Regions from separate parts of the Anas platyrhynchos genome. Here region 2 is linked to region 1. The links are chromatin contacts, called in public Hi-C maps. All regions are on one chromosome and are shown on one strand. Each heading gives the region's core, a stretch centred on a gene start, on an enhancer-like site or on the middle of the called end of the contact. The rest is flanking DNA. Distances are from core to core; before and after follow the strand shown.

Region 1 (5,584 bases), core at 1,272-3,771:
ACTTTCTTACTATAAAGATGATCTACTGAACTATCAACTCATCCATGCTTAGTGACTTGTTTTTGTGCAAAAAGTAAAGGAAAAAAAATCCATGGGAACTCGTGTTTCTCTAACACGCACATTCCTGGCCTTCCACAAGATTTAGGAAGATAAACGTTGGTGCATCATAGACAAGGACAAATCAAATTTGACATTATGCCCTCATTAACTCATTATCTGCAGTCTGGTAAATGTAATTTGAAATAAGGCTGATGTTGAATATTAGGTACATTCTGCTCAAACATAGGAGCGCTGAACAGAAAGAAATCTGCTTCTTTCTGTCAAGAAATACAGTTAGCAGGCACAACAGGGAGGGAATTTACCTAATCCATTTAACTTTTTAACTAGACAGGACATAATCCTAGAAGAAACTTCAAATGTTTCAGGCATTTGTGATCCAACATTATTCTAATTCAACACACAACAAGGCATAAACTACCACAATGTATTTTAGTACAGAATTTTGTTATTTGATCTACTATCAAGGCCCTTTAGATGGCTGCTTCCACAAATCCCATTAATCACACACAGGAGAAAATGTACAAAGTGTACTTTTCTTTCCCTTCCCTCTCCTTTTAAATTTACGCAGATCTTGCCAGCGTAATTTAAGCTCTTTAAGGGAGTAACAGGCAGAAACATAAATCACTAGTTTCTGATGACTCACCTTGCCCTCTTGGCATACAAGATGGCCAAACAAGGATTCAGCTTGATAGCATCTGTGAACAAGTCGACAGCCTTCTGAAGTTCACCTGAAAATGAGTACCAGTAAAGTTTCCATCATTAGGAAATGATTTCATCCAAGTTGCCAAGCCTGCCTTATCTTAAATGGAAGATGATCAACAAAAGAAAATCCAATTTGCAACATTATTGACGTATAAACTCCAAAAGGAGCCCTGGAGGGTTGGGGAGGGGAACTTTTCCAAGTTAAATTTGTCCAGTTGACTTCATATGCAATCACGTAGGAAGCACACAGCTTTTCACTGCATTAAGACAAACCACTAGAGACACTAATCACAGTACGTAGGGAAGTACTGTAACAGTCAGTTTATAATTAAGATGCTGCAGTACTTCCCCCAGCGATAGCCACATGGGGAAGACAGTTCTTTAAAAAGCCTTTATATGCTAGCTAGTTTTGGATATCCAAGAAGGTCCAAGATACTTCATGTTTGTTTCTTTTTTGGCACCAAATATTATGCCCTTTAATATATACTAGAAAACAACTAAAAAATATTACCTTCACTTAGAGCGTTGATAGCTTCCATCTTCTTTTCATTAGCTTGATCCATCATCTCTTCCGTTACCTAAGAAAATAAGCAAACAAAATGACACACACACACAGACAAAACCCAAACGCTAGAGCCCAGGCCAGAAGGACCACCAAAGACAGCACCAAAGGCGGCAGCTGCAGTTTTCTGTCTCTAGAATCCTTTGTTTAATTTAGGTTTAAATCAAAGTACTAAAACTATGATCTTTTTTGCTTTCATTTTGGAGACACTAGTCACTGTTATTTTAGCTGCAAAAGGCTCTCTTGAGTGTTCAACTCAGCCAAACAGCACTCAGGAGAGAGTTCAAATACCTTTTGGTAGTTGAATTGCGTTAGATTTCTACAGATCTAGTTTTCGTGTGCATTTTAATATTTTTGCTGTTGTTGTTTTTGTTTTCTGACCTTATTTTTCCTCACTCAACTTTTTGGTGGACTACTCTTGACAAAGAAAAGATTGTTGTTTTAAACCAGCAAGTGTTCCATTCAGGTCAAAGAGATCCAGAACTGCAGATGGGTACCTAGCTATGTAGTCCAAATTTCCCCCTCAGCTGCTATTCTCGACTAAATTCAAAACCTCTCTCCTTTCCTACTGCCAGAGCCATTGAAGGTATTGTGCTTACCTCCACGTTTTCATCTCCCATTTCTTGAGGGGCATCATTATCTGGTTCAATCACTCCTTCATTGTCAATTTCTGAGGGAAAAGCAAAAAGCAACTTCAGACTCCATCCACAAACAGAGATTTCTAGACTCACATTTTAACTGTGATATGCCATCTATTTTCCACACCTAAGTCACTCTCTTCACTTTCTGGCTCAGGAGATTTAACTGGCTCCTCTGGCTGTTCTTCTGCTTTGCCCTGAAAGAGAAATGTATTTGTAAGCGCACACTATTTCTGACTGATATGCTACTCCCAATCTAATAAAGAGCAATGCATCAGAAAATACAAAATGAATCTGCAAAGCATATGACTGCTCTGCAGCTGAACAGTTATTTTTAAGACAATTCTCCTTTCCTTTTTTCCTCCTCTGAGATTAAGTCTGTCACACACACACACAAATAATTCAGAACCCAAATCTTTACTCATGAACTTATATTATTGGTAAAGCCTGTCCTTCAAACTGTATAATTCAATGACCAAACACAATGATCCAGATAATACATACTTTAGAACCAGTGTTGCAACGAATACTAGCTAGCCACTGCAATCTTCCTGCCCTCCCCGACGCATTCTCTGGATGAAAAATTCTCTCCATCTAGTACTATTAAGCTAGGGTCCTTCACAAGGAAGGATAAGCTAGCATCAATGACTAAAATATTTCTTTATCTGTCAAGGTCAGAGATCTTTGCTACTTATACATACTTAGAATAATTTCCCATGTTTTCCTATCAACTTTTAATTACTTCTACTTTCCTCCGAACCCCACCACTTAGCACACCCTCCATTGTCACAGACACAAGCTGTTTGCCTTCCCGTTCAATGTCGCAGACTATACTCACTACTTACACACAATTGCCCCAGAGTTCTAGTCAGCCAGTATTGCAAGCAACCACTGTCTTGTTAAATGCAAAATAAAATCTCTTCTGCTTTTTCCAAGAATAATTTCAAGCTTGGAAAAATCCCGCTATACACATCTATAAGACTAATTTATTGTCTCCCTTAAAACAATAAGAAACAAACAACCCACACCCACCTCTTCCACAATGCTGTCATAAAAAGTTGACAATTTAACCGTTCACTTCATTACTTATTGTGCTTGCAGTACTTCTTGTCATGCAGAGATTATAATTTGAGCCACTAATGACAGCAGAAATGGTCTATAAACAGACCATGAGAACATTAAAAAAATAGAAACTCGAGTGTTTGCCATTTGCATTGCTGAGAACATCAGGCATTCAGGATGAAGGAAATGGAGCATGGTAACAATTGAAACAAACTGGAAAGCCATCTGTAACAAATCACTGTCTATGACACCCAATGGGTAGGCTTCAGACTGAACTGTCAAAATTATTCACCCCAGTGTATTCACCCACACTATTTGAGTGAAGTTTGATGGTAATTTTTGTTTCTCTCTTCATACCCAATAACATTTGGACTCTACAAAAGTTATCTTGCAGTTACAAAATTCTTTATACCTCACCTTACTTGTCTCATCTGTGGAGGTGCTGGCTGGAGCAGGTGGTATTGTGCCTCCCATGCTTTTCAACAAAACACAGAAGAGAAAAAAGAAAACAGTAAGATTATCAAAATAGTGGCCCATATTTTATTGATTCAAATCCTGCTGATAGTCTCAGCTTTCTGTTATGACAGAAAACATGATGATCCAATTCACTGTAAAAGCAGTAAAAATAGCACATGGCGTTCATGATTTCACAATGTAACATAACACACATTGACTCTTTCACCTAAAACTGCACTGTAACTTGTACTCAAGTGCATGACACATCACCCCCATCCATCCTTTTTCACAAGGAAAAGTTGCCTTTTTAGCAGAAACTGATTTTTTCCCTTAAAACGTAAGTTTTATTTCAAGTCCAAAATAGATAGTATTATAGCTATTACTGAAACTAGAATTGTTTTTGAAACAGAGTTCAAACAAGCTAACAGAACCACAATAGTCTAAAAAATGTCTGTTATCCTGATTTTTTTGGGGTCTAAAATGCTTATATAATTAACAGAAATGCTGTTCTCTATGCAGCATTTTTTTCTGCGTTGCAATATCCATGCCTTTTCACTGTAAGTTGAAGAGCACTTGTGCTTTCACTACACGTTTAAAAGCATTCTCTGTATAGCCAGCATTCTCTCAATATAGAATAAACTTCTATATTCTATCAACTTTGGGTAGCAGCCAGGAAGAAGTGCAGGCTGAATTCTCCAGCTGTTTCATGTAGCATCTAATCATATCTAATGGCAGGCTGCCACAAGGACTACCATTCCCATCCATTCTCTGCCCCACTTTCTCATCTACAGATAGATTTCAATTGCTCTGCCCCTACATGCTCCAAAAGGAGAAAAACAACAACAAAAAAACCCCACAACAATAAAAACGACGACACTTGAGTCCATCAACTCAGTCTCAGCCAAGTCACTGACCACACAACTGGTTCGACGTGATGCAGGGGAGAAGGGAAGGAAGTGGGCAAATAGGCAGGAGAAACTGGAAGGGCCCAGGAGTGTTTGCTTCCAGGAATGACTGCAACCCAAAACCACACAATTTGCAGAGAAGGAAGGGGAGGTGGCAGGACTCACAGGTCCTGGCACACTATGCTACTTCTAGTCTACATCAGGAGAGATATCAAGAAAAAAAATATCACAAGTTTTTTTTTTAAAAGGCATCTTCTGAAGCTATTAGAAAATCTACACACGTCCCTGGTATGTTGATACTGCTTTAGCTATGTTATACTCCAAGGACTGAACAACGCCAGGCTGATAAATCATTAGAGAGCTAAGCAAAAAATACTGCATGCATAGTAACTGCCCCTCCTAATTTTTACCCTTGCAGGCTGCCAGTCAGGCATGCAACTCTCCACACTTCTGTAAAAATCAAGAAATTTTCATCCTAGCTTCCTGAACAGGCAGTTCAAGAAAAGTTGGCCATAACTGCAGAAAGAAAAAGAAATGGGAGCTGTCTAGGGGAGCCTTGGAACTTCTCTTCTGCTGCACATCCAAAAAGCCTGCAGGACTCAAGTTTCAGAGCAATTCTAAATAATTGGTCTTGAGGTCAGCTTGTTTTTAAGTCTGGCACCTTGTTCAAGGCTGAAATCACCTGGTCAGTCTTCTCTGCTCTCTTCACATCCCAAAAGGCACCCTTTCCAAAGCTTAAAACAGTCTATGAGATATGTGTATGCATGTTAAACATGTACACTTATATACATGCCTTTTACATGCCTTTTTTTTTTTTTTACATGCATATATATTTATGCTATTTCACGAACAACTGAGGCTAAACAGTTTTATTCATAGTCCTTGAAAATTCTAAAGCAAGTTCCTCTAAAATCCTTCCTTAAAACAGTAGATGGTTACAATGGTTAAATGCATGGTAAGGATATGCAAAGTTTGCATATTTTATTTAACCTCAATACTATACAGATACACAGGATACTCTTGGAGAAAAATGCAAGTTTTTCAGGAGGCAAAGCTCAGGAGAAACTGAGTTGCAGCTCAGGAGAAACCGAGCTGTACAAATTGTGCACAACAACATTTGGAATCGAGTCTTTTGCTGAACCAGTTGTGCAATCCTGGTGACAACTCCTGGGAAGCCATCAGGACTCCATTGCAACAGG
Region 2 (5,584 bases), core at 1,508-4,007, 180 kb before region 1:
GTCCATAATGCTGTATGATTCTTTCAGGAGGCCATTCATTCTCTCCCCATTTTTGGGCACTACCCCCGGCTAAGGAAGCATCAGTAGATCGTATCTCTCTATTCACATCATCATATAATGTTACTTGTAAATGATTTCCTTGTATTTGTGACAATAGAAAGAACAAGGGTCTTATGTACCCCACATAGCATATTCCTGACCAGTTTTTGGGTAGCCTCTTGTAGGCATATTTGCCACACACCCAGTAATGTCCCTTTAGGGCCCACGTCCCATTTGGAAAAGGACCATCCCATCCTTCTTTATTCTTTGGAGCGTGAAAATACAGAGTGTTCTTGTCACCGAGTGGTCCTGTTACAACGTCTGCCCCCTTTTTACTTGTATATGTACACCTCCAAGCTCCCGCATCGGATTCCCACTTACAATTACAATCAAGTTTTCCTTGGTGGCCTGTCATATTATGAGCTGACCAGAAATGCTTAAAGAACACTCGTCTCCCATTCTCATCTTGCCACCTCCAGCGGTAGACCCTTACCACGTGCTGTTCCCTAGTGGTGTTATCATGCTGACAGCTCAAGATCTGACTGTCAAATTGTCCCTCAGCTTGTGCTCTTTCTGTGGTTTCACATCCAGATCCAAAAAACTCCCTATATGAGCATTTCAGCCAAGTCCCGTTTCTCAGCTGGACATGTGTGGTGTTCCATTGCCCACTACGTGCTGTACAGTTTATGGGTCTACATTCAGGATCAGCACAATCATATCCGGGAGACAGTGTCCAATTACAAGTGCTTTTTCCTACCGCTACCGTTCCTGTTCTGTTTAGGCAGTACATACCCCGATCTGACGAGTGCAATTGCCACGGGCCTCCTTCCTCTTTCCAAAACTGTGTCCCATTATGAACTTCACTCAAATTACTAACCCACCACTTGGGTTCGACCGGGCCAGCTACCCAGGGCCAACTTTCATCCCACCCCGGTCCTCCACAAACCCAGCAGTTACTCAGGTTAAAGGCCTTGGCCACTTCCTCCCCCAGAATGAAAAAGTTATTCCTCCGTTCTTGCCCATGGCTCAGTTGCCCCTGTAAAAATAATACCAGGATGTATAGCATTGCTTATCCTTCTGCGCCGTCCAGTCTTGAGGGTGTGGGAAGAGCCTTCACTCGAGGGGCTGGGCCCGGTCTCAGGGTTGATGTGGGCCTGTGGTACCGTTCAGGCTTTCGGGGTGATCCAGCTCCTGGAAAGCTAATCACAGTTTTATATGGGTTTAAAAAAAAGGTTCTTATGTTATTTTTTTTTTCCTCCTTTTTGGATTTCTCTGACAGCAGCCACAAAGATTTTTGCTTTGGCTTTCTGTCTTTCTTCATCACGCCTCACAAAGATGTTTTGAGCCTCTCATAACAATTCCTCCAAGCCCCTGTCTTGCCAGTTATCCAGTTTCTCTATCTTTTTTCGTATGTCCTCCCATGATTTTGCCACAGAGTTTTCAGTAGCACCCCCCCACGGGTGAATCTGGATCCAGGCCAGAGTACACTAGGAGGCTTTTTCTTAACCTTCCTAGCCACTCCTCTCTTTTTTTGGTGTTCGTTAAAAGCTTTATTAATATTCTGTCCCCTTGGTATTGCCTCCTTGATGCCTTGATTTATTATAGCTCTAAGATCTCTCATGTCCTGTTGCCCTGCTGCCGTTTGGTGGTCCCAGTTAGGGTCCACGTTTGGCCATTTTGTATCCCTGGGCAGTCCAGCTTGATTTTGTCGTTCCCATATTCTCATTCCCACTTGTCTAATCGTCCCCCTTTCCTCTGTGGTGAAGAGGATCCCCAAAATCGACTGCGTTTCTTCCCACCTATACGTCTTAGGTCCCAGGAATTGATCTAATCTCTCTGTGGCCCCTCAAGGATCATTCAATAAACTACCCATTTCTTTTTAAAAATTTCTCACATCTGATGTATTGAGGGGCACAGTCACAAGCCTGTTCCTCCCTGGTTACCTCCCCAGGGTACCCCCAGCAATGGGTATAAACCCCTCTGCTCCTCAGCCCCTTCCTGCTCCCTTTCCCTGTTTCTCTGTTGCCTCCTTGTCCTTTGGGCAGGTGGGGTTGGGTTAGGGGGTCGGTGCAGTTGGGGAAGGTGGGTTATATGGAGGAGGCAAATTATCAAGGGGCTCCCACTCCTTATCTTCTTCATCCTCCTTTTATGCAATTAAATTAAATATACAAGTGGTGGGTGATTCTGTTAGTCTTAACCAGGCTGCAGCACACTTGCTCTCTTCCAGATCCACAGGTGTTCTGCTATTCACGTGAATATTCAATGCCTGATAAACCCAGTCCTCCATGGACCCAAACATCAGCCAGGATACGTGGGGTCTTAAGGGTTCTTTTGGCCATTTAACCATACAAAATCAAATCCTTCTTGCCTTATCCTTATGTTTAGTGCTTCTAAAATTATCCCAATATCTTAACATTAGCCCTAAGGGACTATCTGGTAGAATATCTGGTAATTTTTCCCCCTTTTTAAACCAGAGGCCCCTCCTCGAACCTCCCGAGTCTGAGGATCTGCTTTGTCCCTGACCCATTCCTGGAACTTCTTTTTATACAAAAAAAAGTTCAGAAACTCCTGGCTGTGCCTGTATCTAAAGGTGTCTGGTGAGTGTTATCTCACCCACGAATACCTGGAACAAACACTTCAGTCAGAAGGCCTCCACATGCTTCAGAACTGAGTCCCATCTCAATCACACCCCGACACACCATCACACGGCCAGACCCAGCGGCGTACTCACCAAACGATAAATCTTCGTTCGGATCTTCGTGCACAGAGTTACGGCTGTAAACCAGAGGAGGGGAGAGCTCTTTGTTCCTCACTTGCCTCTTCTGTTCGTAATCCAGCTGGGCTCCCTACTGCCCTTGGAAAAGGGCCACAACGAAACAAGGGTGGGGGACGCCTCCCTTAGGCGTTCGCAGCCTCGGGACCAAGAGGATCACGTCAGGGTCACCAAATTGTTATAAATTCCGGGTCAGTTTAGCTTTATAAGATTTACTGGTGGGTGCGCAGGGAGTCTGGGCTCCTCCAACACACACACACACGTTACATCAGGCAGCTGGTTTTTATGCTCCTAGGCTAATACATATTCATCACTACTTCTAGAAAAGGCAGGGTTATTATAATTAGTTCCCGAAACCCAAACCCTCCCACTGGCGCAGGCATATCACTCTCTGGTGGTCCCTCTGGGGGTCTCACGTGCTGAAGGCTCATAATCTTCCTCCCAGGCTTTTTTCCTTGTCCTTCGCTTTTGTCCATCTTGGCCGGGTGTCAGAGACTTGCTTAGTGTCCCACGCACTAGTCACAATAGTTAGCAGTTATTCTGAACCCCCCCAGATACCAGAGACTCCAGGTTTACCCTTCAAGCCCTCTATTGCCACGAATCGCTGAAACATTCCTTACACTGTGGATTCTTTTCATTGATTTATCTCTCTTTCCTCCCACCTCTTTCTCTTGGGCTAAAGTGATCTGTGGTATGTTTTTCTGTTTCAGTTTTGTAAGCTGGCTGGTTCAGTGAGCACACGTTATCTGTATTTGCAAGCCGCTGTACTTTTGTTATGGTTTTTCAGTGTTCCCTCCTGGTATCTTTTAACATTCCCTGAAAAGCTTTGCCCTTCTTGGAGTCCTGTTGTATTCTAATACAGTGGACACCCTCTTTTAATTATGCTTTCTTGACTGTGGGATTTATAGGCCAGGAGCTGTGGTTGTAGTGTCAATTTTTTTCTCAAATTTTCACTGCCTCCTCAGTTGTCTTCTTGGACACCATTGTAAATGATTCTTCACAAACGCTGACAGGAGATATACTGGTGAGTGTTGGTTTGGTTCTGTTTGTTAATTTCTTGGGCTTTTTTTCTAGATTTGTACCGACATTCGTCTTTTGGCCAACCTGAAGGAGATAGAGGAGCCTTTTGAGAAGGACCAGATTGGTAAGGGACTATAGCCATTTCTGGGACTGGCATATGGACCCTTTGACTTATGCTGGTGCAGCAATTTAAGCAAGCTTAGAAATGTGACTGGCAGAAGTTGCTTTAAATTAACTGGGGTGTGAGGTAAAGGTTTCTGGATATTAAGTAATGAATTTAATTTTAATATTTGTATTCATGCACTTCCTGGGTTGAGGGAGAGCAGAAGCAGTTATGTATTCTGCATTCACTGCAGAAGATGCCCTGGGTCTGAGGAGAACACGTTGTTTTCCATTCCTTAAGAACTTAACTAGAGCTGTAGGTTTCCTGGTTGACTCAGCATTTTGGTGTTTGTAAACAGACAAGTTTGGAACAATAAAACTGGACTGGACACTTGCCAGAAAAATGCCAGTGACATGACTCTGATGTTGGTAAAAGGGGAGGAGGGAATGTCAAGTTTTAGACCTTGGAGCCCAGGCACCCTAAATAGTTGCATAGGATTGAGTCAGCAGTTCAGGCCGTAGCCCTGTCTGTTACTTGAACCATTCTGCATTACGTGATTGGTTTTAAAGTACATTTCAACATGAAGCAGAAGGAAGCAGTGTATCTGACTTGGAAGAAGAGCGTTACAGGGGTCGTGAACACTGCTAGTGTTGCCATGGGTAGCTTAGAGAGATGGTGCTAAATGCTGCACTAGAAATAACGTCCATTTGTTCCTGTTCTGTGGTAGTACGTACGCTGTTTTGCAGAATGGCAAAATGTCTTCTCACTTTTTTTTTCCCCCCACATTTGGATGTTTCTGATCAATCTGAAGAAGTGCGATGTTGTCATTTTCTTTACTGCATTTAGAAAACCATCATGTTCTGAGGCTTTAGTCAAAATTTGATTCCTGACGCACTTCTCTTATCTGGAGGAGGCCCTGCACCTTCCTGAGCGTGCTATTTCCACCACTCTCTCTCCTTTCACAGGTTCAAGTGCAATGCCTTACAAGAGGAACCCGATGCGTTCAGAACGGTGCTGCAGCCTGGCTCGACACCTGATGACTCTGATCATGGATCCCCTCCAAACAGCTTCTGTGCAGTGGTTCGAGCGAACGCTGGACGACAGTGCCAACAGGTTTGTTCACACCGTGCAACGCAGCAATTCTGGAAGGTCTTGTGCAAGAAGGCCCTTTGATGTATTGAGGAAAGACTATTTTTAAACTAAAACCACAAGTTACCACCTTGATGAAAAGCAGTCTCAATAGAAGTTAGAGACTTGCAGACTGGTTTCCTCTGAAAGACCAGATGAAAAATGTTAGTTTTCTGTAACCGTCAAGACCTTTTGCAAAGCAAAGCAGCAGAGAGAGGAGGGATGCAGGAAACATAGGTAATGAATTGCTCTTATAGTTTTCTGGTTTCAAAAGCATAGTGTTGTAGCATAGCAGCTCTCACATTTCTCAGATTGGTTTTTTCTTCCTGTTTTGAACATCATTTTTGACCCTACGCTTCTTCACTTTTAACACTGAATAATTCAATATTTTATCTGTAAACCCTTCACCCTCTGGCAAATCTGAAGACATTTATTTTCATCTCTCTGTAAAGTGTTGCTCCATACAAGAAGCAATTTCGATCCCAAAGAGCACAAACCATTACTAAGTGATGTTTCATAAA

The links. Hi-C and Micro-C count contacts between places; a contact is called where the count stands out from the background.
Region 2: a contact with region 1 is called in a Hi-C map of skeletal muscle, with 3 times the contacts expected there. The contact joins two enhancer-like sites. A contact is called at or near these places in 2 of 8 Hi-C or Micro-C datasets (skeletal muscle and subcutaneous adipose tissue).

What each region holds. Positions count from the first base shown.
Region 1 is chr1:53,174,033-53,179,616 of IASCAAS_PekinDuck_T2T, reverse strand. ST13 (ST13 Hsp70 interacting protein) reads right to left here. Exons shown (of 12, transcript XM_038173504.2): 2 at 3,442-3,499; 3 at 2,090-2,159; 4 at 1,924-1,994; 5 at 1,274-1,340; 6 at 704-788. Among named protein-coding and RNA genes, the nearest start is that of ST13, 4.2 kb to the right of the region's middle. Within about 2 kb of position 2,521, at least 1 of the 8 cell types and tissues checked has an H3K27ac peak or open chromatin away from gene starts, as enhancers often do.
Region 2 is chr1:53,354,989-53,360,572 of IASCAAS_PekinDuck_T2T, reverse strand. It overlaps ADSL (adenylosuccinate lyase), which reads left to right. Exons shown (of 13, transcript NM_001310389.1): 8 at 3,887-3,956; 9 at 4,901-5,048. It also overlaps LOC106020099. Among named protein-coding and RNA genes, the nearest start is that of SGSM3, 8.9 kb to the right of the region's middle. Within about 2 kb of position 2,757, at least 5 of the 8 cell types and tissues checked have an H3K27ac peak or open chromatin away from gene starts, as enhancers often do.